7 separate regions of the Mus musculus genome follow, and all the other regions are linked to region 7. A link is a contact called in public HiChIP or PLAC-seq and promoter capture Hi-C data. All regions are on one chromosome and are shown on one strand. The core of a region is the stretch at or near the end of the contact, and the rest is flanking DNA. Distances in the headings are between cores, read along the strand shown.

Evidence for each region. Promoter capture Hi-C pulls out the DNA fragments that hold promoters and counts their contacts. HiChIP or PLAC-seq counts read pairs in DNA pulled down with a chosen protein or histone mark.
Region 1: an H3K27ac HiChIP or PLAC-seq map of embryonic stem cells shows a contact between it and region 7, with 10 times the contacts expected there. The contact joins the enhancer-like site here to the promoter of Taf1a in region 7. A contact is called at or near these places in 8 of 39 promoter capture datasets (the C10 cell line, cranial neural crest, embryonic stem cells and 4 more) and 4 of 115 datasets of contacts at active chromatin or transcription factors (embryonic forebrain, embryonic stem cells and fibro-adipogenic progenitors).
Region 2: a contact with region 7 is called in an H3K27ac HiChIP or PLAC-seq map of embryonic stem cells, with 5 times the contacts expected there. The contact joins the promoter of Fbxo28 here to the promoter of Taf1a in region 7. A contact is called at or near these places in 7 of 39 promoter capture datasets (the 3T3-L1 cell line, hippocampal neurons, liver and 3 more) and 1 of 115 datasets of contacts at active chromatin or transcription factors (embryonic stem cells).
Region 3: a promoter capture Hi-C map of second pharyngeal arch cranial neural crest shows a contact between it and region 7, with 9 times the contacts expected there. The contact joins the promoter of Mtarc1 here to the promoter of Taf1a in region 7. A contact is called at or near these places in 5 of 39 promoter capture datasets (cranial neural crest, embryonic stem cells, frontonasal cranial neural crest and 2 more), 2 of 484 Hi-C or Micro-C datasets (CD8 T cells and bone marrow-derived macrophages), 9 of 115 datasets of contacts at active chromatin or transcription factors (T-cell acute lymphoblastic leukemia, bone marrow-derived macrophages, embryonic forebrain and 4 more) and 1 of 9 other capture datasets (adipose tissue).
Region 4: a promoter capture Hi-C map of embryonic stem cells shows a contact between it and region 7, with 10 times the contacts expected there. The contact joins the promoter of Vmn1r1 here to the promoter of Taf1a in region 7. A contact is called at or near these places in 4 of 39 promoter capture datasets (embryonic stem cells, liver and pre-B cells).
Region 5: a promoter capture Hi-C map of embryonic stem cells shows a contact between it and region 7, with 48 times the contacts expected there. The contact joins the promoter of Mtarc2 here to the promoter of Taf1a in region 7. A contact is called at or near these places in 5 of 39 promoter capture datasets (the 3T3-L1 cell line, the C10 cell line, cranial neural crest and 2 more), 1 of 15 datasets of contacts at CTCF or cohesin (large pre-B cells), 13 of 115 datasets of contacts at active chromatin or transcription factors (the 230-238 cell line, bone marrow-derived macrophages, embryonic forebrain and 8 more) and 1 of 9 other capture datasets (adipose tissue).
Region 6: a contact with region 7 is called in an H3K4me3 HiChIP or PLAC-seq map of pro-B cells, with 13 times the contacts expected there. The contact joins the promoter of Hlx here to the promoter of Taf1a in region 7. A contact is called at or near these places in 2 of 39 promoter capture datasets (embryonic stem cells and hippocampal neurons), 1 of 484 Hi-C or Micro-C datasets (pre-B cells), 11 of 115 datasets of contacts at active chromatin or transcription factors (bone marrow-derived dendritic cells, bone marrow-derived macrophages, craniofacial prominence and 7 more) and 2 of 9 other capture datasets (adipose tissue and liver).

Annotation. Positions count from the first base shown.
Region 1 is chr1:184,825,943-184,829,182 of GRCm38.p6, forward strand. The region is part of intron 4 of Mtarc2 (mitochondrial amidoxime reducing component 2); the gene reads right to left. Among named protein-coding and RNA genes, the nearest start is that of Mir1981, 5.1 kb to the left of the region's middle. Within about 2 kb of position 1,564, at least 54 of the 459 cell types and tissues checked have an H3K27ac peak or open chromatin away from gene starts, as enhancers often do. A contact at or near this core is called in embryonic stem cells, where this site is marked.
Region 2 is chr1:182,339,780-182,343,355 of GRCm38.p6, forward strand. Fbxo28 (F-box protein 28) reads right to left here and starts at 1,827. Exons shown (of 5, transcript NM_175127.2): 1 at 1,544-1,827. The coding sequence starts at 1,810.
Region 3 is chr1:184,809,628-184,812,715 of GRCm38.p6, forward strand. It overlaps Mtarc1 (mitochondrial amidoxime reducing component 1), which reads right to left and starts at 1,673. Exons shown (of 7, transcript NM_001290273.1): 1 at 1,219-1,673. The coding sequence starts at 1,502.
Region 4 is chr1:182,156,150-182,159,613 of GRCm38.p6, forward strand. Vmn1r1 (vomeronasal 1 receptor 1) reads right to left here and starts at 1,949. Exons shown (of 1, transcript NM_001166728.1): 1 at 1,029-1,949. The coding sequence starts at 1,949. The coding sequence ends at 1,029.
Region 5 is chr1:184,844,353-184,847,754 of GRCm38.p6, forward strand. It overlaps Mtarc2 (mitochondrial amidoxime reducing component 2), which reads right to left and starts at 1,556. Exons shown (of 8, transcript NM_133684.4): 1 at 1,194-1,556. The coding sequence starts at 1,465. It overlaps Gm34451 (a long non-coding RNA gene), which reads left to right and starts at 1,495. Exons shown (of 2, transcript XR_865818.3): 1 at 1,495-1,885.
Region 6 is chr1:184,731,071-184,734,586 of GRCm38.p6, forward strand. It overlaps Hlx (H2.0-like homeobox), which reads right to left and starts at 1,423. Exons shown (of 4, transcript NM_008250.2): 1 at 489-1,423. The coding sequence starts at 1,071.
Region 7 is chr1:183,387,652-183,390,803 of GRCm38.p6, forward strand. It overlaps Taf1a (TATA-box binding protein associated factor, RNA polymerase I, A), which reads left to right and starts at 1,334. Exons shown (of 11, transcript NM_001277959.1): 1 at 1,334-1,507.

The sequences.
Region 1 (3,240 bases), core at 314-2,813, 1.4 Mb after region 7:
GTTTAGTGCACTGTGTATTCAAATGCTGACTTCTGTACCCAGAGATCTGGTGGCAGTCAGAACTTTGCTACTGTCATTAAAGTATCACCTGATTCAGTATTTTGTAAAACATTATACTCCATCACCATCTGATTGGTTAAAATAAAGAACTGAACAGCCAATAGCTGGGCAAGAGAGGAAAGATGGGACTTCCAAGCCCAGAGAGATTATAACCCAGATGGAGAGGGTCTCCGGTGGGGACCAGGGAAGTTGGCCATCGGGACACAGATGAAGAGAAAAGTGCTGGATAAGACCAAGATGGCAGGTAATGGGCCACGTGGGGGAAGTAGGCTAGGCCTGCACTGTCTGGTTAGAATAGCTCAGAATCTGCCTAGCTATAGTGCCCGAAGCTGTTAACAAATATAAAGGTCTCTGTGTCCCTCGTCAGAGCAGAGGGCACAGAAAAACCCTTACTTTTACTCTCTTGTTCACTTCTTACCTCTCTATAAGCAGACACGTTTATATCCACAGCTAGGACTATATATACATCTCACCATATAAAATATATTATACCTATACATGATCATAATACATAGATTCATTGGCCAGAGAGAAAGCATACATCACGTGACAATGGAAGCCAGCGTGGGGTCTTACCTACCAGCGGTTGGTATTTAAGAACACCACAGAGACCAGGGGAACATCAGAGAGAGAAGCAATACCAGCTGGGCTGAGCTTGTACCTGTGCTGGGGACGGACCATGAGGCCCACCTGTGACCCAGTTCAGGTTCTCCAGGGTACAGGCAGGGAGGGTGCTCCACCGTGGAATTACCCACCCAGCCGGGATACGGCACGTCAAAATTACATCCATAAAATAAAAGACATAACTCTTATCTGCAAAAGTGTCTTTAATGGACCATTCTAAAAGCTCCCTGTGTCCCTGGTTTCTGACTCTGTGGAACTGTATAAATAAACACATACAGATTTTAAAGAAGTCCTTGAAGCCAGTGGACAAGCATGGCCATCAGAGACAAAGGTCTAGAAATGAGGATTTGCCCCAGCGCTACCTTCTCCCTGTTAGAATGGGCAGGGCTGCTGCGGTCAAGGTCGCCCCAGCACTGAGTGGTGGGGCCGGGACTCAGCACAGCTGCCTGGCTTTAGGAAAGCCTCCCACCCGAGTGCTTACCAGGGCTGACCCTGCTACTGGCACTGAGGCTGGACCTCAGTAGATAGAATCCAGGATGCGTCCAGCCGGGGTTTGCTTACCAGAACCTCACAAAAGGCGTGCCTGCAATCCTGAACACTACCGGGTTAGCCTCAGCTCCGCGGGGAGTCTGAAGCTCAACAAACAAAACACAGCCCCTCCCTCGTGACAGAGAACGCGCTGAGCCCCATCCCACGTGACAGGGGACGCACTGAGATTCTTCCACAGTTGTCTCCCCCAGCTCTTGGAAAACAAGTAGAGGGAGGACTTACATAAGGAAGGCGCCCTATTAAAACATCTCACGCTCAGCTCAGGACAGTGAGCAAAGTCCAGGGAACACGGAGCACCTCGCTTGCCAGCAGCAGAGATAAGCATCAAACACCGGCCTTGTTTTAAAACCTCATCACAGTGTTGCAGAAATCTAACGCGCCGCACTGGCCCAAGCCTTTTAAGACTGGCTTCATCCTCTAACTCCCCACGGGGAAAGTCCACGACACTCGGCACCACAAGCTGCAAATGTCCCACAATGCACCCGTCCTCTACTGCCCCACATTCACAATAAACGATGCCCGGACTTCTGCATCATGCTAAGGCTTGATGTTTTTATTAGTTGAGGATTAAATATGTATGTGTTATATGTATGCATTAATAATTGAAAGGGTTTTGACGGCAGGAGGCAGACGGGTCAGCGGATCTATGCCTTCATCCTGGGCTTCCTCGCTTAACGTGGACTAAATCAGCAATGGCTCACTGTTTCACAGTAATGAGTTTGTTAAAAAGATGCATGGCTATAGAATTTTCTAGAAAAATAAGAACGTCATATCTTATTTAGTATTTCTGGAAGCCCATCACAACCCAGAAATGTAACAGCTAAATGGCTTTCTTTAAAAAAAAGAATTTTTTAAAAAGACTACACAGCCAAATGTCGCCAGAAAAGGGCTATGCTTATTTTAGCCTTAGTTTAAGTTTGACAAGTTACTGAAAAGCAAGAATGCTACAGCCAGTAGACATGACATCATCTTCTCTTCTTCCCTTAGCTCACGGTCCTAAAGCAAAATCAGTACCAAAACAATGTCTTAGGAGACAAATAAAAAATATTTTATTTTCTACCTTAGTTAGCATTTACTGTCACCTTGACATAGGTCCTAAAGCAAAATTAGTACCAAAACAATGTCTTAGGAGACAAATAAAAAATATTTTATTTTCTACCTTAGTTAGCATTTACTGTCACCTTGACATAGCCTTGAGTCTCAATTGAGAGACTGTAAAAATCAGATTGGCCTGTAGACACACCTGTGGAGGACTGTCTTGTTAGCAACTGAGGTAGGAGGGCCCAGCCCACTGTGGGAAGCACCATTCCCTAGACAGGTAGACCTGGGCTATACAAGGTTAACAGAGCATAAGCCAGAAAGTGAGCAAGCCAGCCAGCAGCGTTTCTCCCTGCTTCCTGTTTCAAGTTCTTACTGAGTTCCTGCCTTGACCCCTCTCAAAGAGGGACCGTCACTTGAAAGTGTGACCCTTTCCTGCTCCCAGGTGCTTTCAGTCAGGGGTTTTTATTACAGCAAGAGAGACTAAACTGGAACACTGCTTGAAGTAAAACTCCCCCCCCAAAAAACAACAGGCAAATTTCAAGGGACCAACAGTAGAACTTTTACTTCACGAGATAATTTCTAGGTCAGTTTAGTCAACTTTAGTCATAAAGGGGAGTCTATTTCAGCAGTCCTGGGACTTGAACCTGAGGCCTGCTGTGTGTCAGGTAAGTGTTCTTGCTGCTTGAGCTGCCTCCCCAGACCTCTTTTCATTTTTAATTTTCTCTAATTTATTTCTCTAATTTCTCTTATTTATTTTTATTTTATGAGTATGTGTGAGTGACTGTCTGTATGAATGTGTGTCATATTCATGCCTGGTGCCTAGAGAGGCCAGAATTGGGGTTCAGGGAGGCTCAGAGGCACCGTGTGAGAACTGAGAACCAAACTCAGCTGCTTCGCTATAGCAACAAGTACTCTTAGCCCAAGAGCCATTTCTCCAGGCCCTCATTTTAAATTCTGAGTCAGGGT
Region 2 (3,576 bases), core at 577-3,076, 1.0 Mb before region 7:
GCTGAACTCCAGATTGGTGGCCAAACAGTAACACACAAAACAAAACAACAATGAATGAAAAGAAGGAAAAACGACCAACAAACCAATAAAACCCCGTTTTTCTCAACACTTAACAACAACAACAAAAAACCTGTGAACATTCCAAGCTTTTCAAAGCCATTGTCTGGCTGGCTGGCTGAATTCAATCAAATGTTATGCCCAATTGCCAAACGCAATTGTATATACAGCATACATTTTGGTCAAGTACCAAGCTTTATAAAATATAAAGGAAATATTTACCACTCTACACGAAATCCTAGGATGATGCTTTGAAAATCTAGGACAACTGTATTCTGAAATACCTACTCTAAACAGAAGAAATTTTCCATTCCACAGAGTGTGGGGAAACACACACAAAACCTGCCCCGGAGTTTGAATGAATGACTGCAAGCTGTTTTTAAAGATGATTTCCTTTGAAACACAATACTGGTCAATTTAGAGATGGAAGAATAGGGCTAAAATATGGCATAGCGATGAATAAGTAACCGCCACACACAGCACATTCAGAAAGATGTCTTTGTCCTTTTATCAACAATCCCGAGCACATTTAAGTGACTACATCAAACCAGCTCACAACCACTTCAAAATGTCCACCTCCTCCAATTTCCTAACCACCTAAGGGGAAATACCCCGGTAGGAAGTGAGATATCTTCCTGAACCAAGTAATTCATCAAATCTTCGGTCAAACCTCAGGGATGTAGTAAAATTCCAATGGCAATTTTTTTTCTTTTTAAATTTTGGCTAGGACAATGTGTTATTTTTAGGGTATAATAAGTAAACCACTCCGACTGCAGGAGGGTGGGCTTGAAGCACATTTGAAAAAAAAAAGCAAACAAGCGGGAGGGGGTAATAGCTTGACAAGGGGACAAGTTGCTTCGCTATAGTAAGGAGTGTCAGGGAGGCAAAGCCAGTCAGGTCATCATCTCCCAGGGCTCTACTTTAGTGAGCAACTAAGGCTCTGGGGTTTTAAACGCACAACACAACTGCAATCTTAGAACCGCAACTGGGGCTCAAGGGGGAGCGGGGGGGGGTGGGGGGGGGACAGCCAAACCCCCTTCATCCTTTTCAAGCAGAAAGCCTGGGTTGGAGGGACAATACACACTATTCTTGCAACACAACCCAAGCCTGGCTGGGATCCTCTGCCCACTTGGGAGTGAACTCCAGAGCCCGAGCGGGCAGTCGAGGCAGGCGCCTGCCCCTTCGGGAGTCCCTGTCGCCGGTCCAGCCGGGCGGAGGGCACCAAGCCCCGCTCCGTTACTTCTCGCAGGCGGGCGCGTCCCGGGCTAGGGGCGAGGAGACCCTCGGGGCGGGGCGAGGCGCAGAGCGGAGCCTCGCCCGCCCGGCGGTCGCGATGCCAGCGCGGCAGCAGCAAGCACCCCGCCGGCCGTCGCCAGCGCCACTTCCCGGCTGCCGGGGACGCGCGCGCTCCGTGTCCCGAGCCGGCGGGGCTCCCTCCCCAGGAACGCGCCGCCCTCGCCGGTCCTCCCCAGGCCTCGGCCCTCACCAGGCGGAGCTGGCTAATTTCGTCGTAGGACATAAAGCTGAGGATGTTCTCGATGGCTACGATGGGCAGCGCCACCAGTGTGTTGTTTTGGGGCAGGTGGTCCGGTGCCAGCGCGGGCGCGGCGGGTGCCTGGGACCCGGGCGGCGGGGCCTGCGACGGGGGCGCCGGGGGCTGTCGCTGAGCGGAGCCGGCAGCCGAACAGGAGCCGCCGTCGCCGTGGCCGCCGCCTCCTTCCTCAGCCATCCGCTCCTCAGACGCCGCCGCCATCTTGGGAGTTTGATTCCTTCCTCCAATGTAAGGGGATCGGGACACTTCCTGTGCGTCACTTCCTCCTCCTGGGGGGGGGGGAGCTTAAGGAGAGGGAGGAGCTCGTGGGATGACAGCTGGAAAGAGAGGCGAGCTTTCGGTGCGTCCATCGGAAAGGAGGGAAGATAGTGCACACTTCAAGAGAGGTGGTCGTTGTAGCTCTTTAAAATCGGAGACTGCCTTGTTAGAGTGGAAACGAGCAAGGATTCCGCAAACCCTAAGAAAGGCGGTCGTCATAGTCCCTTTCATCTGATAAAAGGAACGACAATGGAGCAGTTTTCTTTAAAAGCAACTCGCCAAAGGATGATAAAAACCATATCACCTTCATAAGTTTAGACGGAAATTTGTATTTAGATCAGCATCTCCCAAGAGTCACAGTGATAATTGCAGCATATAAAAAGGAATAAAACACCGCTAGTTTAAAACTACAAGACAACAGGTAAACCCTGAAAGCACATTAATGAAATAAAAACACAGAGTCACACACCATACGACTACTTTTATGTGAAATGCCCTATGTAGGCAGGTCCATAGAGTCAGGGGCGAGAGAGAGAGAGAGAGAGAGAGAGCACAAGCGAGCTTACAACACTTGGTGCACTTCCAGAAGACCCGAGTTTGGTTTCCAGCACTAACACTGGCCTTTGGTTTCCAGCACCAACACTGGCCTTTGGTTTCCAGCACCAACAACTGGCTGGTTTACAACTGCTTAACTGAAACAGAGTGGATTCGTGGTTGGTGGAAGTTGGGAATAAGGGAAGTGTGGAAGACAACAGACAGTTAATGGGTGCATTGTTTCTCACTGGAGGAATAGCCAGTGCTCTTAACCTCTAAGCCATCTCTCCAGTACCTGAATTGTGTGCTTAAAAAAAAAAAAAAAAAAAAGACTTTTATTCTCTGTGAATCAATTTAGGTGAGAACCAATGAAAAGATGCTAAAACCAGAAGACAAGCCTGTGGTAAGGTGTAGCACGTAGTCTCAAAATAACCCACTTCTCATGTAATGCATTAATCACAAAATAAGAAAGGTATGATACAGAAATTCAGGGAACAGGCTTATAATCACATGATTAGGAGTACCACCACAAGTTGTGGGAGGAAAGATCATCACGTGCCTCTTACTAGGACGCCCCATAGGTGACCCAGCATAATGTAGTATTATTTCATGCATAAAAATACACACTCTGCATCTGAAGTAAACAAAGTCAGGTTGGACTTGGTGGTGGTTTGGGTAAGATTGTTTCCTACAAGTTCAGATATTTGAACACTCAGTTCTGAGTTGGCCTTGCGCTTTGGGGTTTCTTTGGGAGGTGGGGCCTAGCTGAAGGAGGCGTGTCACTAGTAGACAGTGATTGCTTATAGTCCCACTCAACTTCCAGTTTGCTCTCTGGTGGTTTGTGCTGGAGGGTGAAGATGTGGTCTCTCAGCTTCCAGCTCCTCCCGCCATGCTTGCCACTTCATGCTGTGTCTCCTCGCCATGATGGACTCTTTCTTCTGTAACTTGCCTTCGTCCTGGTATTTTATCACGGTGACAGAAAAGTGACTAACGTACAGACTTGAACCTGTACTGATTCTGTCTTTGACTCCCATGATTCCAGTTCTTAGGTTTCATCCAGGATAACCAAAGTTCCGGTGCATGAGCCGTCTCGAGCACATTCAAACCACACGCACATCACAGAGGGCTGGTTAGTATTCAATATGTATTTTATGTCTAACTGTTTTCCAGACGTT
Region 3 (3,088 bases), core at 423-2,922, 1.4 Mb after region 7:
TCGATCTATAGACAAGAAGCTAGTGTATGTGGGATCCCACTGCTCAAAACAGGGAATAGTTAGGGTTCCTGACTGCCTGGAGCAGAGGTGAGCAGCTGACCTTTGAACTTTGTCCAGAACTGCTGTGTCTCAGTGAAAGGACCATTGGTGTATTTTCTAGTGAAGGAGAGTCAGCCTCTAATGATCTTTGGTTCTTGAGATATGAAGAATTGCAAAACACAGGTGATGGGGAGAGGGGGGGGGTTGGGGCGGGCGGAGAGCAGTCTCACATTACAAGGTCCACACTGAACCGAGGAACCCACTCATCTGTAACTGCCCATCAACCTTATGTAAAAGCCACCCGTAAATCAGCTATGAGACAAGAAGGGCTTTGGAGCAAAAATCTCCATTTCTTCTTCCTGAACCAGTCGGTCAGCATGTCCACTGGACCGGCCTGATCTGAGGCGAATGGCTTGTGTTAGCTTTAGAGAGCTGAGACGGGGAGGTCGCAGCCTCTGTTAGCCTGTGTCCTCTGCTGAAGGAGAGGCCTGAGGATCCTGATACGCAGCCTTCCAGTGATGCCCAGAGCTGGTGGGAGACCAGACCTGAAGAGAGCAGAGCTGCTGAACCTTCGCTGAAGTCCCGGCGACAGGGGTCACTCCTCAGCTGGACTCTTAGTCGCTGTTTACAAATCCCAGGTTGCCCCCCCCCCCACCCAGTGCAGAACCTTTATCTGACAAGAGCCTTGGGGAAATAACACTCACAGCTTATTTTCTTAAGCTGTCATGCATGCTCAACTACTGCACTAACAGGGATGAGCCGTGCCTAGGATCCAGGATCTATTGTCTTAGTTTTTCTAAATTTAAGACTATCACTGAGAGTAAAGTAACCAAGGACCAGTCCCTTCAGGGTCCCTGGGTGGAGGGAGATTGAAGTTTCTTCTTGCGGATTGGCCGGCGTGAGAAATGCCTCGTCTAACACCACAAGATTTGAAATAGCCACGAGAGGATGGATAGAGAGATGTCCAACTCCAGGAAGCGTGAAACCCGGGAACTTCAGAGTTCCAGGTCCCCCGAGTTGGCTGGCGGAGGGTGAAGTTCATTTTTTCCGTTTCTCACCACCCCTTTCCCAGCCTCCGGTCTCTAGTCTGAGTAAGAAGGGACCGGCGAGCGGACCCCGCTGACCTCCCCACACCCACACAGCCTAGGTCAGCGTGGTGATGCTCGGTGCTCAGCGTACCTGTCGCGCAGGTGGCCATAGCGCAGCCCCATGGCAGTGCACTCTGCCTCGCTCACCGACAACCCCTTGCAGGACTTGATTGGGTAGATCCAGAGCTGTGCCACCGTTCCCACTTGCTGTAGCCGCCGGCGTCGCCGGGGACGCGCACGACGCCAGGCCACTGTCCCCAGGGCCACCGCGGCCAGTCCCAGCGCGGCGACGCCGAGCCAGGTGGACCGCGGCTGGCCCGGGACCCGAAACGCGGAGAAGCCGAAGAGGGTCAGCGCCCAGGACCCCGCACCCATGACTGGAGAGGGCGGGATGAGCGCTTGATACACCTCCGGCGCCGACTGGACCAAGAGCTACTGTGGCCAGCGGCCTGGGCCTGAGCCCAAAGGTCAGCAGCTCCTGACCCTTCCCCTCCAATCCAAATTGTGCATCTTCATTCGGCCTGGGCGGGAGGTGGTGGCTCAGCTGTGGAATCTCACCGCCTGCCCCTACTTTCCGCTGCCTTCCCCCCCTTCGGTCCCTCCCTCCCTCCCTCCCCTTCCCTCCCTCGCTGACCCTCTCCCAGGATCAATCAGTGCAGAGCAGCTTATTTACATGTTTGCAGAGTTGTTTATTTGACCTAAAACACACAACGTTTGCAGAACGTGGCGTGATTTTGAAATTAGAAACCAGGCTGCGGGCAGCCGCCCCTCTGGGGTCTGTGGGGAGCAGTTTGGCAGCAGCCAGGGTGCTTCCAACCAGCTGGGATATGAAGGGAAAAGATCTGACCAGCCTTGAGGATCTACAGGGCCAATCCTGGGCTGCAGCTATTCGTAGACACCCGCCCCCCGCACCCCCCACCCACACGCCCCTCTTTTCCCTGCGTCCTAATGTGGACTTGCACTGCCAGGTATCTCTTCCGAAGGCTACCGCATCTTGAACAACAAAGACAAGACCATCAAGGTACCTTGGGCGCCTTAGGCACCTGTTTGGTGTGTCAAGCTGCTAAAATGTCATATTTATTCAAGACTGTTCTAACCAGAGCATTTTCTCTACTAAGTTAAGGCAGAGAGACTGGACTTTGTACTGAAACAAGGGCTGGGGATTTTACAGCCAAGGGGCAGTGCGGGGATGAACCTGGCTGCAGGAATAAAGATTTCTCTGAAGAGAAGCTTGTGCCCTTCCCTCTAGCCAACAGACTCTTGAAACAGTGGACCAAGAAACTGGGACTCCCCCGACTTCACCCCATCCCAAGTCTCAAGGTGAGAGAAGGAGATGGCTGGGAGCCATCAATCAATCGGAGGGAGAGCCTGCCTCCCAGAGGGAGATTCCACAGAGTTCTGACAAAGCCTCAGACCGCCTGAAACACGGGAGGGTCTGATGGGTAGGATCACACTTTGACCAGAATAGTTCTGCTGATGGGCAGCATCCTAAAGCAGAGGGGGCAGTCCCCAAAACTCGATGTTCACGTGGAAATGCAAGAATGAGGTATCATGGAGGCCAGCCGAGGCCAGGCAATGTGCTGCCGGCTGAGTTGGACGCCCTGTAGAGGTGCCCTGTAGAGAGGCCACTGTGTGGAGAGTGGGAGAAGCAAGCAGAACGCTAGCACACACTGGCCTCAGCTAGCTGGGCGACTCACTTCCCTGGGTTTGGGCATGAAATGTCACCCTCTAGCTTGCATGTCCCCCCGGCTGGTGGCGCTATCTGGGGAGGCTGAAGTAAATGATGAGGTGTAGCCTAGCTGGGGAGGAAGGAAGTCTCCTGAGGGCTGGCCCCTTCCTGACCATCTGCTTCCTTCCCTTGGCTTGTCAGGTAAAATTGACTCAGGATACAGCTTCATATCCCACATTTACCTCACAGCCTGCTGGAAGCCAAGGGCCCAGGACCCAGCGAAGGAGAAGAC
Region 4 (3,464 bases), core at 699-3,198, 1.2 Mb before region 7:
GAAGATCACAGACTGAATAGTTCATAAAGTATAGATATGTATTTTCTCATTATTTTTAGATAGCAGGATTTCCAAGGCTGACATCTGACAAGCGTTCTGATATGTGAAATCTGAGTCTGATTCACACAGGAAGAACTCTCATTGGGGAATAACTTCTCTTCCTCCTTCTTTCCCCTCCCCCTTTCCTCTCTCCCCTTATCTCTCTCCTGCTTCCCCTCTTCCTCCTTCCCCTCTTCCTCCTTCCCCTCTTCCTTTCCCCCTCCTCCCCCTCTCTTCCTCTTTCCCTCTCTCCTTCTCCCTTTTCTTCTTTTTAAAAAAGATTTTTAAATTTATTTTATGTATATGAGTACACTGTAGCTGTACAGATGGTTGTGAGCCTTCATGTGGTTGTTTAGAATTGAATTTAGGACCTCTGCTCTCTCCAGTCAACCCCACTCACTCTTGTCGGCCCTACTCTGGCACAAAGATTTATTTATTATTATACTTAAGTACACTGTGACTGTCTTCAGATGCACCAAAAGAGGGCATCAGATCTAGTTATGGGTGGTTGTGAGCGTGAACTCATGACCTTCAGAAGAGCAGTCAGTGGTCTTACCTCTTAGCCTCATAGTGTATAGATCATAATATATAGAATTTTGATTCATGATCACAATCATGATAATAATCCATGATAATAATTTACATACCTAGTTATTGAACTAAAGGCCACCATGACTACTGACATATTAAAAGTGTTGAAAATTCTCATATATAATATGTGAGCTACTCTATGCTGTAATAATTCAGTCTTCCTTCGGACTACTAGAATTATTAGTAACTTTTATTATTTCAGAATGGCTTATGTTTCAATGGTAAACTATATATTTTTTGATGCTTATGCCAAAAGTAGGTTTAACGGAGAAAGCATTTCAATGTCTTTATTTTTATCTAGCCCAGAGATCATGTATGGTATGCCTTGATTGATTACCCTGAAGTCAATGTGCTAGTTCTTGTGAAGGAAGCTTGTTCATCACAGAATAATCAAATATTTACTGTTGGCCCTGTGTGTTTTTCAAACAGTTAATCATACGTTGTTCAGTACTGATGAACACCAAAGGACTGAACGTGGCATAACCACTGGACACAAACATCTGGACACAGCGATGGGTTGGGTCATTATTCCACATAACTCTCCAGGAGGAGGCAATGGAATCCAGACAGTACGTGACCAAAAAGAAGCTCACTAGCAACAGAATGTTCCGGACGGCCCTCTGCTCTGGGGATGCTTTGCGGGAAATGCTGGTGTTGTGAAGGTACTGACACTGCCTTTTATGTCTGCACAAGACAGTCACCATGTATATACTTGAAAGTACCATGAGCCCTACTAGAGAGGCATCCCGGAAGGCAGCCAGTATAGAAAGTAAGTGTCTCATGGTGTCACTAACAACCCAGAGAGAGCAGGATTTAGTGACCAGTATGAGAATGTGTGAGGTCACATTGTGGGCGGCCACAATGGAGTTTGAAAAAACATTAATGGACATGTGGAAGGCCCACAGGGAAAGAAAGCAGCACAAGTTGTGCCAGAGGGAGTTAGGTTTGACCTTTGCCAAACAGGAACTTCTGGGGCTGAGGAGGATGACCTGGAGGACGCTCAGGTGACATGTGGCACAAATGGAGACACCCCTCATCAGCCTGTACAAGGAGATCACTGATTTACATGTGAAGTCATCCCAAAACCCCTGGGACCCCAAAATGTCTGTAGCCATGGCAGCCATGGCCAGCAGCATCACGATGTGGCTTAGAGCCAGGACACCAATGGTTATGTTGATGGGCTTGTGCCTGAGTTCCTGAAAGAATGTGACCACGTGGGAGAGCAGGAGGATGGTGTTGGCTGAGACCCCAAAGACAATTTCAGAAAAAAAAGCATTTCTTATGCCATTGATATTGTATACTGGGTCGTTTCTGTTCATCTTATGGGGGAAAGGAACACACAAGGACACATCTGAAAGCAATGCAAGAAAAACCAGTTATTACCCACTGCTGTCGTTATCCATCTCAGCCCACACTATGGCTGTCTCGGAATGGATAAATCATGGTGTAGCCTGATCTGATCCTCATGTTCTCCAGGGACCATCCCCTCTCCCTTCTCCCCTCTCCTCCCCTCTCCTCCCCTCTCCTTCCCTCTCCCCTCTCCTTCCCTCTCCCCTCTCCCCTCTCCTTCCCTCTCCCCTTTCCCCCCTCCTTCCCTCTCCCCTCTCCTCCCCTCTCCTCCCCTCTCCTTTCTCCCCTCCCATCACTTTCTGGTCATGGCTGAATTCTATATCCTAATACTTGTTCCTGCAGTACATGTACTTTCTTATACTACAAAAATTACCATATAGTAGAGCAGATCTTACCTGAATAATATATATATATATATCTTTTTTTTTTTTTTTTTTTTTTTTTTTTTGGGCAACAGCAATGTCTTGCTTGGCTTTAGCCCTCCTCTTCCTCCTCCTTTTCTTTGAGACAGGATTTCATGTTGCACTGGCTAGCCTCGAAGACACTATGTAGCTAAGAGTGATCTTGAATTTCTAGTTCTCTCCTCCAGCACGCCCCCCCTCCCCGCCCCCCTCCCTGTCAGGTATGTACCATTATGGTTTGTGTGGTGCCTGGAATCCAACCCAGGGCATTGTGCCTGTGAGGTGAGCACTCTATCATCTGAGCTCCACTCTTAACTCCTCAATCTGCTTCCTCCCTCTTGATGTCAGTACAAAGTAACAGTTGTATCTTTTTGGTAGACTTAAATGAGGAAGTAGCATAGAAACAGAAATGAGGTCTTCCAAGTGTCAATGGATCAGATAACTACTTATCAGTATTAACATTATTGCTATTAGTATCAGTATTAACTTTATTCTAGCTGATGTATTACTAGAACAGATCTTGATACATCAACAGAAGGAATGTTGGTCCCTGTGGACTGATTCACACTGGTTGAATGAACATCCATGATCTGCTATACTATGAGAATGATCTTAAGTAGCCTATAACTCCAAGGTCCAGTCATCGTTTATATGAGAAAAGATGAGCTATACATACCAAGCTTGAGAGTGTTTCAAGTCTGTGATGATGTCTATAAAAAAGCAGCGATTGCTTTTTATTATTGTGTAGTTTCTCATACATGTAATGGGATATTTAGTACAGTTCTTTTAATAGTTGATCAATTCAGTCTCTGTTAAAAGATACAAAAGTTATCAAAAGCTTAGAATGGAATATAGTATCTGGTAGAATTTTAGATTTTTCCACTTTAACTTCCCAAGGTGGGACAGAGATTTCACATGGGTGGTGTTGTTGCTATTGTTTTGTTTTTAAATCATCATGCCAGAGTGACTAGTTCATTTGAATACAATCCAGCTATTAACTGGTAGAAACACAGGTTGATCAATATGTTTCTCTTTAGGTATGTGGAGTTGGTATGGTTGGTAGAATTGGAATTAAAGTAGGGT
Region 5 (3,402 bases), core at 306-2,805, 1.5 Mb after region 7:
GGGACTCTCGAGGAATGGTAGTATTTTATTTCATTTTATTTCATTTCAGTATATACACAAGTTTTCATATAGCTCAGGCAGGCCTTGAACCCAAATCTACAGCTTCCCTGGAAGTGACCTTGAACTTCTGATCCTCCTGTGTGGAAATGACTGGCATGTGCCACCATGCCTCCCTTGGATGCTGGAGGATAAAATTCAGGGCTTCACGAACCCTTGGCAAACACTCTCTCCTACCAACGGAGCTATATCCCCAGGCCCTCAGTAAATGATAATTTAAACCCAAACCTCCCAGCATTGCAAACATAGGCCGCCAATGAGGAATGGAAAATCCATGAGCGGAATTCCTGATCTATAAATTTATTCTGTAGCAGAACTAAACTCTTTTTTTTTATTCTAACCTCCTTTATTATTATTTCATACCCGTTTGTGACTAGCTCTCTATCGCCATCTACCACAACCCCTCCCTCGCCCCACCCCCGGCAAACCGTGTAATTCTGCTCCTTACTCGTTCAAGTGGTCACCAGAACTAGAGGGAAGGCCCGATGTTCTTGAAAACGCTCAGCCAATGGCATTTTATATTTCTAGTGTCCTACAGTTAGGAGAGCTGTACGGACAGCTGACAGGGGAGTCTCCCCCCCCCCCCCCACCCCCCAGGGTTCCAGGAATGCTCCAACTCAGTTTTCCAAAACTACTTTAGCCAGAAGCACGGGCTTCGCAGCTAAAGGATCAAAGCTCGACAGCCCAGAGAATTCAGGCAACAAGCCTCAGTTCTGTGAAGCCGAAAGGGGTGGGGGCCGAAATCCAGGCGCTCTGTTTCGCTTTAGAGTAAATTTGCATGTGGTAAAACTAAAATTCTCCTCCCGGAAGGTCTCCCCACAGACATATTTGGGCTTGCAAACTTAGATTTCAACTTGAACACGCTCGTCAATGTGCACCGTGCTGTAACTGCTGTCATCTCTTTCCCATATGTGTGTTTCCCAGAAGCAACAAACCCTTACTTTCTAGGTTTGGGGAGAACACAGCTTGCAGTACGGAACTCCTCTCTCGACTTGCTCCAGGCTCAGGCTCACAAAGTTTGCACTCACCGAGGGGCGCCTGGTTCCAGGTCTCACACTTCCGAGCAAGGATAGGCAAGGCCCCACCTCCCTCGCCCCGGCCCATTCGCGCCCGGTGCAGTGCGGGGCTCGGCGTACCTGTCGCGCACTTTGCCACAGCGCAGCCCCATGTCCGTGCACTCGGTCTCACACACCGACACCCCCTTGCAGGACTTGATCGGGTAGATCCAAACCTTCGACACCGTGCCCACCTGCTGCAGCTGCCGGCGCCGCCGGGGACGCGTGCGACGCCAAGCTACGGTCCCCAGCGCCACCGCAGCCAGCCCCAGCGCGGCGACGCCGAGCCAGGTGGACCGCGGCTGCCCAGGGAGGCCGAGGCGAGCCAGAGCCGTAGAGCTGGAGGAACCCATGTTACACTATCCCGGGCAGGCCTGGGCTACTGGGCCGCGGTGTCGAGGCGGGGCTTAAGGCTCCGGGAGTGTGGGAGGAGCCAGGGTTGGCGCAGCCGCACTGCCTGTCAAACTTATGCTGCTCACGTCCAGATCAGTGTCGGCGGAGCCTGGCCCACGCCCATCGCGGGTGACAGCGTGGGGTGGTCACTTTCATTTTACTTTGTCTCTGTCCGCCTTTAAAGTGATCCCTCCCCCCATGACTCTTCAACCTGCTACACTCATTAACCCTTTTGCTTCTAAAAGGAGCACACTCAATTGTGCAAGAAGCTGCTGCACTGAAATGAAGCAGAATGGAGGAATGTTTCCTGGGGACAACTTTGGGATAGGTCTCCCGAAGATCGCGCAACTCTCTGGAACGCTCGGCTTCCATCTCTGCAGGTAGAGACAAAACTACTGGCGCGGCTTCTGGCAGCGTGACCTGAGGTTACAGGTACACCAGCCAATTAAGACAGCGCAAGGAAGGGAAAGGCTGCCAGAGCTTACCACTTGCTGAGGTCCGAATAGAGGACTCTGGTCGACTTTTCTCAGACAACGATCTAAACGGAATCCAAATGTCAGGCTTTGGCTAAGAGATAGCCCCAAGTTCAAGATCACGGTGGGCTATTGATGGCCAGGACCTGTCTCAGAAGCATCAATGATTAACTCATCAGTTGAAAGCCGCTCAACCCATAAAGGTCCTGGCTGCCAACACTGACATCTCGAATTCAGTCCCTGGGAGCCATGTGATAGAAGGGAGGGAACCATTTCTTGAACAAACAGAGAGAGTGGGAGGGAGAAGGAGAGGGGGACTGGGAAGGGGAGGGGAAGACTGAGACAAGAGACACGAGAGAGGAGAGGGTGGGAGGTGTACATGGAGAGACAGAAAGAGGAGACAGGGGGAGAATAAACGCTAAATAAATAAATGGCGAAATGACTCAGTGGTTAAGAGCACCCAGATGGACTCCCAGTACTTACATAGCAGATCGTATCTGTCTGCAATTCCAGTGCCAAGAGACCCCCACTCTCTCTGCCCCCTGCAGACCCCCACTCTCTCTGCCCCCTGCAGACCCCCACTCTCTCTGCCCCCCGCAGATAGCTGGAACACAGGTGGTACTCAGGCATACATGCGGGCAAAAACATCCACATACTTAAAATAAAAATAAAAATTTTAAAATAGCCAAGGGCTTAGAATGTTGAATTCTGCTGCGTGGACAGTCACCAGAGACGACAGACTTCTGCATGGGAGGAAAGACAGGACAGAGCCCCAACCTCTGTAACTGGCAGAGCAAGTGTGTTTGCTTCTGATAGGTGACACAGACTGAGAGAGCCTACCCATGTAGCACGTGTTCCCCCCCCCCTTCTCTGCCCCTTCACTTTCCCTCTGAAAAGCTCAATGCCTACTAGATCTGAGCTCATCCCCACTACAGACACACACTCTGTCAATAGTTACTTGATGGATAAAACCCAGGCTTCACAGTTTAACTGATGTCTGCCATTATTTTGTAAAAATTTCATTCAAGCAGACTACTGGGATAAGAACAGACTTTCTTACATAGGATGGGAGTTGGTTTATTTTTCAAAGGATGGTTCTTTGCATCAAGACATAATCTGTCCAAGGCCTCTTGAGGAGGCCAATCTGTTGTCCCCTCCAAAGTAGGACTAAGCCACCTGCTGGAGAAGAGGTTTTTTTTTTAAGAAAAACATTTGCTTAAACCAGTGTGTGTGCACATGTGTGTGTGCACATGTGTGTGTGTGTGTAGCCACATTTCCACTTACATCTTCATGCATTAGCATCTCATAAGCATCTTAAATCTCTTCCCAGGAGTATGTGTTATATAGTATTATAATGACCTATATATGGGTTACCTACAAATTCTAGAGCACTGGTTCTCAACCGTCCTAATGCTGAGACCCTT
Region 6 (3,516 bases), core at 173-2,672, 1.3 Mb after region 7:
AAATGTTGCTAAAGTGGTCATTTCGGACGCCTTCCAGAAATTCTACAAACCCCTAATTTACACCCTTCAGCCCCCCCCCCCCCCCGCCTTCCTTCAGGAGCTTAGACTGGCCGGTTTGCTTCCCCGCAATTCTTAAGAAATACTGGAAATCAAATAAATGCAAAGTGTCCCCACGCTGAGATTTCCTTGTCAGAAAGATCTAGGTCGTTCTGCAGATATTTCATTCAAAAGATGGATAATACACACTTTTGCAAAACTTTGCAGCAACCAGAGTATGGTCATCCGTTTCTATGCTGTTTAAGCAACACGAAGATATGTTTTTAAACATGGGATAGCTGACTTTTACATGTCACTAAGTTTTCCTTCATTTCGTTTTCTTCGCCCTCATTCTACCGTTCTGTCCTTAAAAATAAACGCACCCCAAATCCTCCTGACATCAGGCCCCTCATGGGTGGTGGTGAGGCCTGAGGCCTTCCAGCGATACGTACCTCTCAGAGTGTTGCCTTCCTTAACTTTTGGGTCAAATTCCGCAGACAAAATTCGATCGATACCAAATTTGAGGTCTTTGCTGGAGGGGGCAGGGGCGGAGCCGCTATGGTGGGGGACCACCCGCGTCCCCGAAGTCGGTGGCTGCAGGGAGACCGCCCGGGGTGGAGGCGGGGGCTGCTGCTGCGGTTGCTGTTGCTGCGTTGGTGATTGCTGCGGGAGATGCTGGTGGAAGGCGGCAGAGAGCGGAGACAGCCGCTGAGGGAAGCCAGCCGGGACTTCTGAGGGCGCCACCACCGGGGTGGGACGGAGCGGGGATCTGGCGGCAGCTTGGAAGGAGGCGTGCGGGTGCACGGAGCCCAAGTGTGCGGTGAGGGCTGCCGAGGCCCCCACCAGTCCCTCTGCAGCGGGCCCCGGCTCCCCGACGCCGGCGTGCAGGATGTCCGCGATGCAGAAAGAGGGTTTCTTGACAGCGGCTGGGTCCAGGGCGAAGGAGCAGCCGCCCGGGCCCGCCGAGGAGCAGTAGGCGGCTGACCAGAGACTAAAGTTGGAAGCATAGAAGGGAGCCAGGCCGGCTGCGAACATCCTGGCAGGATCCCGGCGGGGTCCTGGGTGAGTGGGGAAGTGGGTGGGCGCTCGGGCAGAGGCGGTGTCCCAGCCGAGCCCGAGCTGCTTTCGGTTCTTCGCCCGCCCTGAAGCGGAGGGCCAACCGGGGAGCCCTAGCGCCACCGAGGGACGAGGCGAGGGCCCGATCGCCGCCCGCCACGGCCTGGGCCCCTGGCTTGGCTTGAAAGGCGGCGCGGCGGGCGCGCTCCCCGCCGGGTGGATGGAGGCGATCGCCAGGCGCTGGGGCGACAAGGCGAGCGCGGCCTCGCTCTGCTACTCCGCAGAAGCCGGGGAGACAGGGACCCGACACCGAAAGAAAAACCCAAACAGCTAAGCCCTAAGAGCTAAATTTAAAACAACAATAATGATCCGTTAGTTTAAAAAAAAAAAAAAAAAAAAAAAAGGAAAAAAATTAAAAAAAAAAAAAAAACTCCTCTCTAAAAACTCCCAAAGTTTTGGCAGGAGCTTTCGAGTCAGACCCCGGGTAGGACCTTGATCCGTGCGCTCATTGGACGTCTTCGTGACCAATGGGACTCCGGAGTGGAGGGGAATTGGGAAAGAGGGGGGCGTGGCCGAGCTCGGCCACGCCCTGGCCACGCCAAAGTGTTTTCTGCGGCAGCGTGGGCTAAGCTGAGTACTGAGCGTCTCTGGGAGCCGCTTGGGGGTCGAGACTCCTCGGGCCTCTGGCTCTCCTCTGTCCCCTGCAGCTCGGGGACCCGCCAGCGGCAGAGCCTCGGAGCCGGTCTCCGGAATTTTCCTGGAGCTGCGGAGGAGGGGGATCACTGAGGCTCCCGTACTCTGCTGTAGTACACCCCCAACCTCCACCCCAGCAGACCACGCTGGCGGTCCGCAGGCTGTCCCTTCCGTATTCCGCTCTCATGCGACTTTCCTTCTCTCTGCTTTTACCCAGGTGCTTTTATCACAAGTCCTAGGTAAAGGCCCCATCCTCTCAGCGCCCCTACAGCCCAGAATCCCGACCCAAGTCTACTGTAATCCGCTGGTTTCTCAGCTCACCAGAGCTGCTCCAAGAAGCCAGGAGGAGGGCAGACCACAAATTAGTTTTATTCGGAGCTGTCATTCCAGTGACAACTTGAAAGAGTGACTTTTCAAACAAAAATAAGATAGATGGCTCCAAACGTCTCCCTTAGAAACAGCCAAACTTTTACCCTGAGCCTCGGAACCAACAAGGAGTGCAGCCCCAGAAGAGCGGCACGCGTGTCCCCTCTCTGCACCTTGTAGGAAGTGCTACCCTCCGCGGCCACCACATCCCCTGGTCACGTGAGGTCCTATGTTTTGCAAGTGCCAGGGAGCGGTTGCCTTTGAGATTAAATACCTACTTTTAATTCGGCTGCAGTTTTTCCAGGATCCGCTTTGGCCTGTTGGAGGGAGGCACTGTCCGAGCCTCCACAGCCAGCGCCTTCCATTCTTGCTAGGGTCTTTAGAACTCAGCCTAGGTGCACTGGGAATTTTCTGTCGCATCAACATCTCTATTTTAAGAATTCGTTCTCTTTTAAATTATAGTCAGAGTGGATTTCCCCGCCCCTCTCCCAAACAGACCACAGGCCACCTAGATGAACGGTTGTTGCACATTTCAGGAAGAAAATAAAATAATGACAATAACGAAACCACCAAATCTTTTGTTTTCGATTGTCCAAGTAAGTGTCTCCGGAATGATATTCCAAGGCAGGCTTATTTCCCCTCAGCAATAAGATACCAAAAACTGGAAGCCGTGAGGGAACTGCCAGGCTACTATCAGCTCAGGATTGGCGTGAGCTCTTGGATTAATGTCTAACAGCTTCGTGTCCTTGGTCGCCGGTATTGTCATCATTAGCGGACGCCTTTTTCCTCGAAAGCAATCGATGGCTAATCAATCACAGGCTATGATGTCCCAGTATCAGGGACAGGGGTACTAACTATATCAAGGAATGGAGGGGTATAGACAGTTGAGGGCAATGGTGCCTGGGACGAGAGGGGCCGGAAATCCTGTCTAGCAGGGAGCAGAGGGTGGACTTGTGACAAGTACAGAGGCCACCGGAGGTGAGTTTTGGGCTAAAGTTCTGGTGATGCGGTGAGAGACCTGTTCATTAACTTCACTGGGTATTAGAGAAAGCAAGTCACTACTAGCCTAGGGAGAGAGTATCTAGGCTGCCTGTCTCTGTTGCCGGTCTTTTCTAACAGCCTTGTAATTCAGTTGCGATTCCAGTTTAACCTCAAGACGTCCAGACAGCGAAGCGGTCTATAGCCAAGTCCCAGCTCAAAATGACGCTTCGCCCAGAGGCCTGCATCTTCTCCTCCTCCCCTAGAAATAAGGCTCCCCGCCCCTTTCCCCTCTTTGCTCTGTTTGAGTCGGCTGAACCGGAGTTGTGTGTGTAGAACAGGAGTGCTCTTGGGTGTCTGGCTGCGCCCACAGCCCAAACGCATCTG
Region 7 (3,152 bases), core at 84-2,583:
CCCACCCCTTTTTTGAGACAGGGTTTCTCTGTGTAGCCCTGGCTGTCCTGGAACTCCCTCTGTGGACCAGGCTGGCCTCGAACTCAGAAATCTGCCTGCCTCCCTCCCTCCTGAGTGTTGGGATTAAAGGCACGCACCACTACTGCTAGTATTTTCCCCCATTTTTATGAGCATGACCAAAATCAGCTGAGTCATTTTGATAAATCAAGATTCCAGATGACAAGCTAATCATTATCTTGGTGTGTGTGTGTGTGACTGCCCCTCCTTTGTCACATAGTTTAGCTTTGCCTGTAGTTAGGAGTATAGGTTTAAAGGCCCAGGCATAGAGGCACATGCCTTTAATCCCAGCACTTGGAAGCCAGACTGATTTCTGGGTTGAGGCCATCCTGGTCTACAGACTAAGTTCTAGGACAGCTAGGGCAATGCTGAAACATGGTCTTAGAAACAAAAATAAAACAAAACAAAAACTCAGCAACAAAAAGAAACAGTAAGGGCAAAGACACAAAGAACTGTATAAATAACTTTTCTCTAGTGCCTATGAGCACTGCATACTGTTTACATAGAAAACACGGAATAAAATACCCATCGCATTAAAAAAAAAAAAACAACTCTTCATACAAAGTCTTTTTATAGACCCTTAGGTTTCTATGATACTCGGATTCTGTTCTCGAGCAGTAAATTCAAAGTTCCAGAGGAGTCCATGCCATCACTTATGCAGCCTTCAGTACGTTCTTTTTTATTTTAGTTCCAATAACTTTAAAGTTGTCTTCCTGTAGCTTTTACTCATTAATGCGTGTTTTCACCACTGGTGCCAGTCTGTTCATTTAACGGATCAGCCCTTGAAAATACATCTGCCATTCTCCATGGTCCTTTTCAAAGGCTTAACAATTCCACTATCTACCTCCAGAATTAACACATGGCTGTGAATGTCTCTCATGAAAGTGGGATCCAGACCCATCCCTACAACAATCCACGTTGAAAAGGAAAAAGATTCTTGCTCAAACTGTGAGGCAGGAAGTCACTTAAATCAGATGCTAGCAGCAACTGGGATCGGCTATGCGTTCCCTTGTCACACTCGACTTTGCGATGGAAATCTTCCAATTTCGTTAAGGCTCAGGCTAAATTGTCAATCTGGGCCAAACCAATGGGGAGGCGGAAGTCAACATCCACTTCCGGGCCTCGTCCGGAAGCCTCTTCAGAGCTGGATAGGCTCTGCATCTTTCCCACAGGTAACGCTCCTGTGGGGGCGTGGCCACGCATGCGCACTACCTGAATGCCCACCAGGCTGGTTCTGCGCAAGCTCCCAGGAAGCGCTCGTTAACTGCTTCCGGACAGGGTTTTCCGGGGCGGCGAACAACGTGGAGTCGGGCGACTCTGGAGCTTGGATTTAGCGGCTCGCGGGCTCCGTACGCCTTGCGCTTTCAGTGAAACAGGAAAAGGTGTGTGAGCCTCCTGCTTGTTCCTTCTGCGGTTTCCTCTTGACTTTGTGCTCCTGGGCTCTGAGACCGTAAGTTACAGAGATCGTGAACTTTTGGTTACCGTGGCAACAGCCACCACGCCAACCTTCCCCAGGCCAGTTTGAGTCTTTGAGGGCCAAGGAAGGATTTGCGTTGTCTCCTTACCGTGTGTGGTAAGGTCGATTTCTAATTCAGGTGCTATTTCAAACTTTTTCGCGGAACGGCTGAGATTGATTTTTTTTAAAGGCCTAATCTGGATTTAAGGCGGAGAAACAAAATTTGAGGCTGGCCAACTCTTTGGGAGATGGGTCAGCAGGTAGTGGCAATTACTGTCAAGCCGGGTGAGTTCGATCCCCGGATCTACACAGTTGAAGGACCCCTCTAGATGATTCTCTGACCTCCACGCGTGCGCCGTGGCTTCTTCCGACAATAAACAAAGTGTAATATTAAAAAAAGAAATCGTACCGGGCGGTGGTTGCGCACGCCTTTAATCCCAGTACTTGGGAGGCAGAGGCAGGCGGATTCCTGAGTTCGAGGCCAGCCTGTCTACAGAGTGAGTTCCAGGACAGCCAGGGCTACACAGAGAAACCCTGTCTCGGAAAAAAACAAAACAAAACACCCCCAAAAAGAAAAGAAAGAAATCGTTTGTCAGCAGGCTTCAGGTTCGATCTCTAGCACCGCAGAAAACAAAGAAAGCAACGCCAGTTGATAAGGGTGAGGGTACCGAACTAGGGTGATGCTGTGGGATTGCAGAAGGGAGGGACGCGTTCAGTGGAATTCGTAGCTTCAGTATTTGATGGATACGCAGAACAAGGGTCTTGAGCATTTTGACATTTAAATCCATGTCCAGTGGCATGTAGCTGCTTTTGTCGAGTCATTTCTTTGCCATGGGCCGCTGCCGACCCCCTTACGTTTTTTGTCATACCGGCTCGTCTGTGTGCTTTGTGTTTCCCAGACTTTTGTCTTCACCGTTTCTCAGTCCTAACTTGGAAGGAAATACGGTTGCTGCTATGATTATCTTAGATAACTTATGGGCTATTTATGTGGTTAAGTTCCGAATACATACTAGCAACTGCTGCTACTGTACGTGCGTGTTATATATTCTTTTTTTTTTTTTAAGATTTATTTATTTATTATATGTAAGTACACTGTAGCTGTCTTCAGACACTCCAGAAGAGGGCGTCAGATCTTGTTACAGATGGTTGTGAGCCACCATGTGGTTGCTGGGATTTGAACTCCGGACCTTCGGAAGAGCAGTCGGGTGCTCTTACCCACTGAGCCATCTCACCAGCCCCGTGTGTTATATATTCTTAAGCTTCTTTCTGTAGCTCGAGTTTTTTACTTTGCAATTAAGGATGTTTCGTTTCTGTATGTACTTGATACATAGCTGTACTGTATTTTTTTAAAAACGATTTTTATTTTACTTTTATCTTCTGTGTATGAGTGTTTGCCACATTTATGCACACTGCTGTGTACCTGTTGAGGAGGTTGGATGCCTTGGAACTGGGGTTCCAGAAGGCTCTGAACTGCTGTATGGGTGCTGGGAACTGAACCCAGGTCCTCTTGAAGAACAGCAAGTGCTCTTGGCTGCTGAGCCATGTCTCCAGTCCCCACTCTTCTTTTTTTCTTTTTTAAAGTGGAACTTTAGTTTCACCTGTTGCCGACCTAAACAGATTGAATGCATACTTAAAAAAA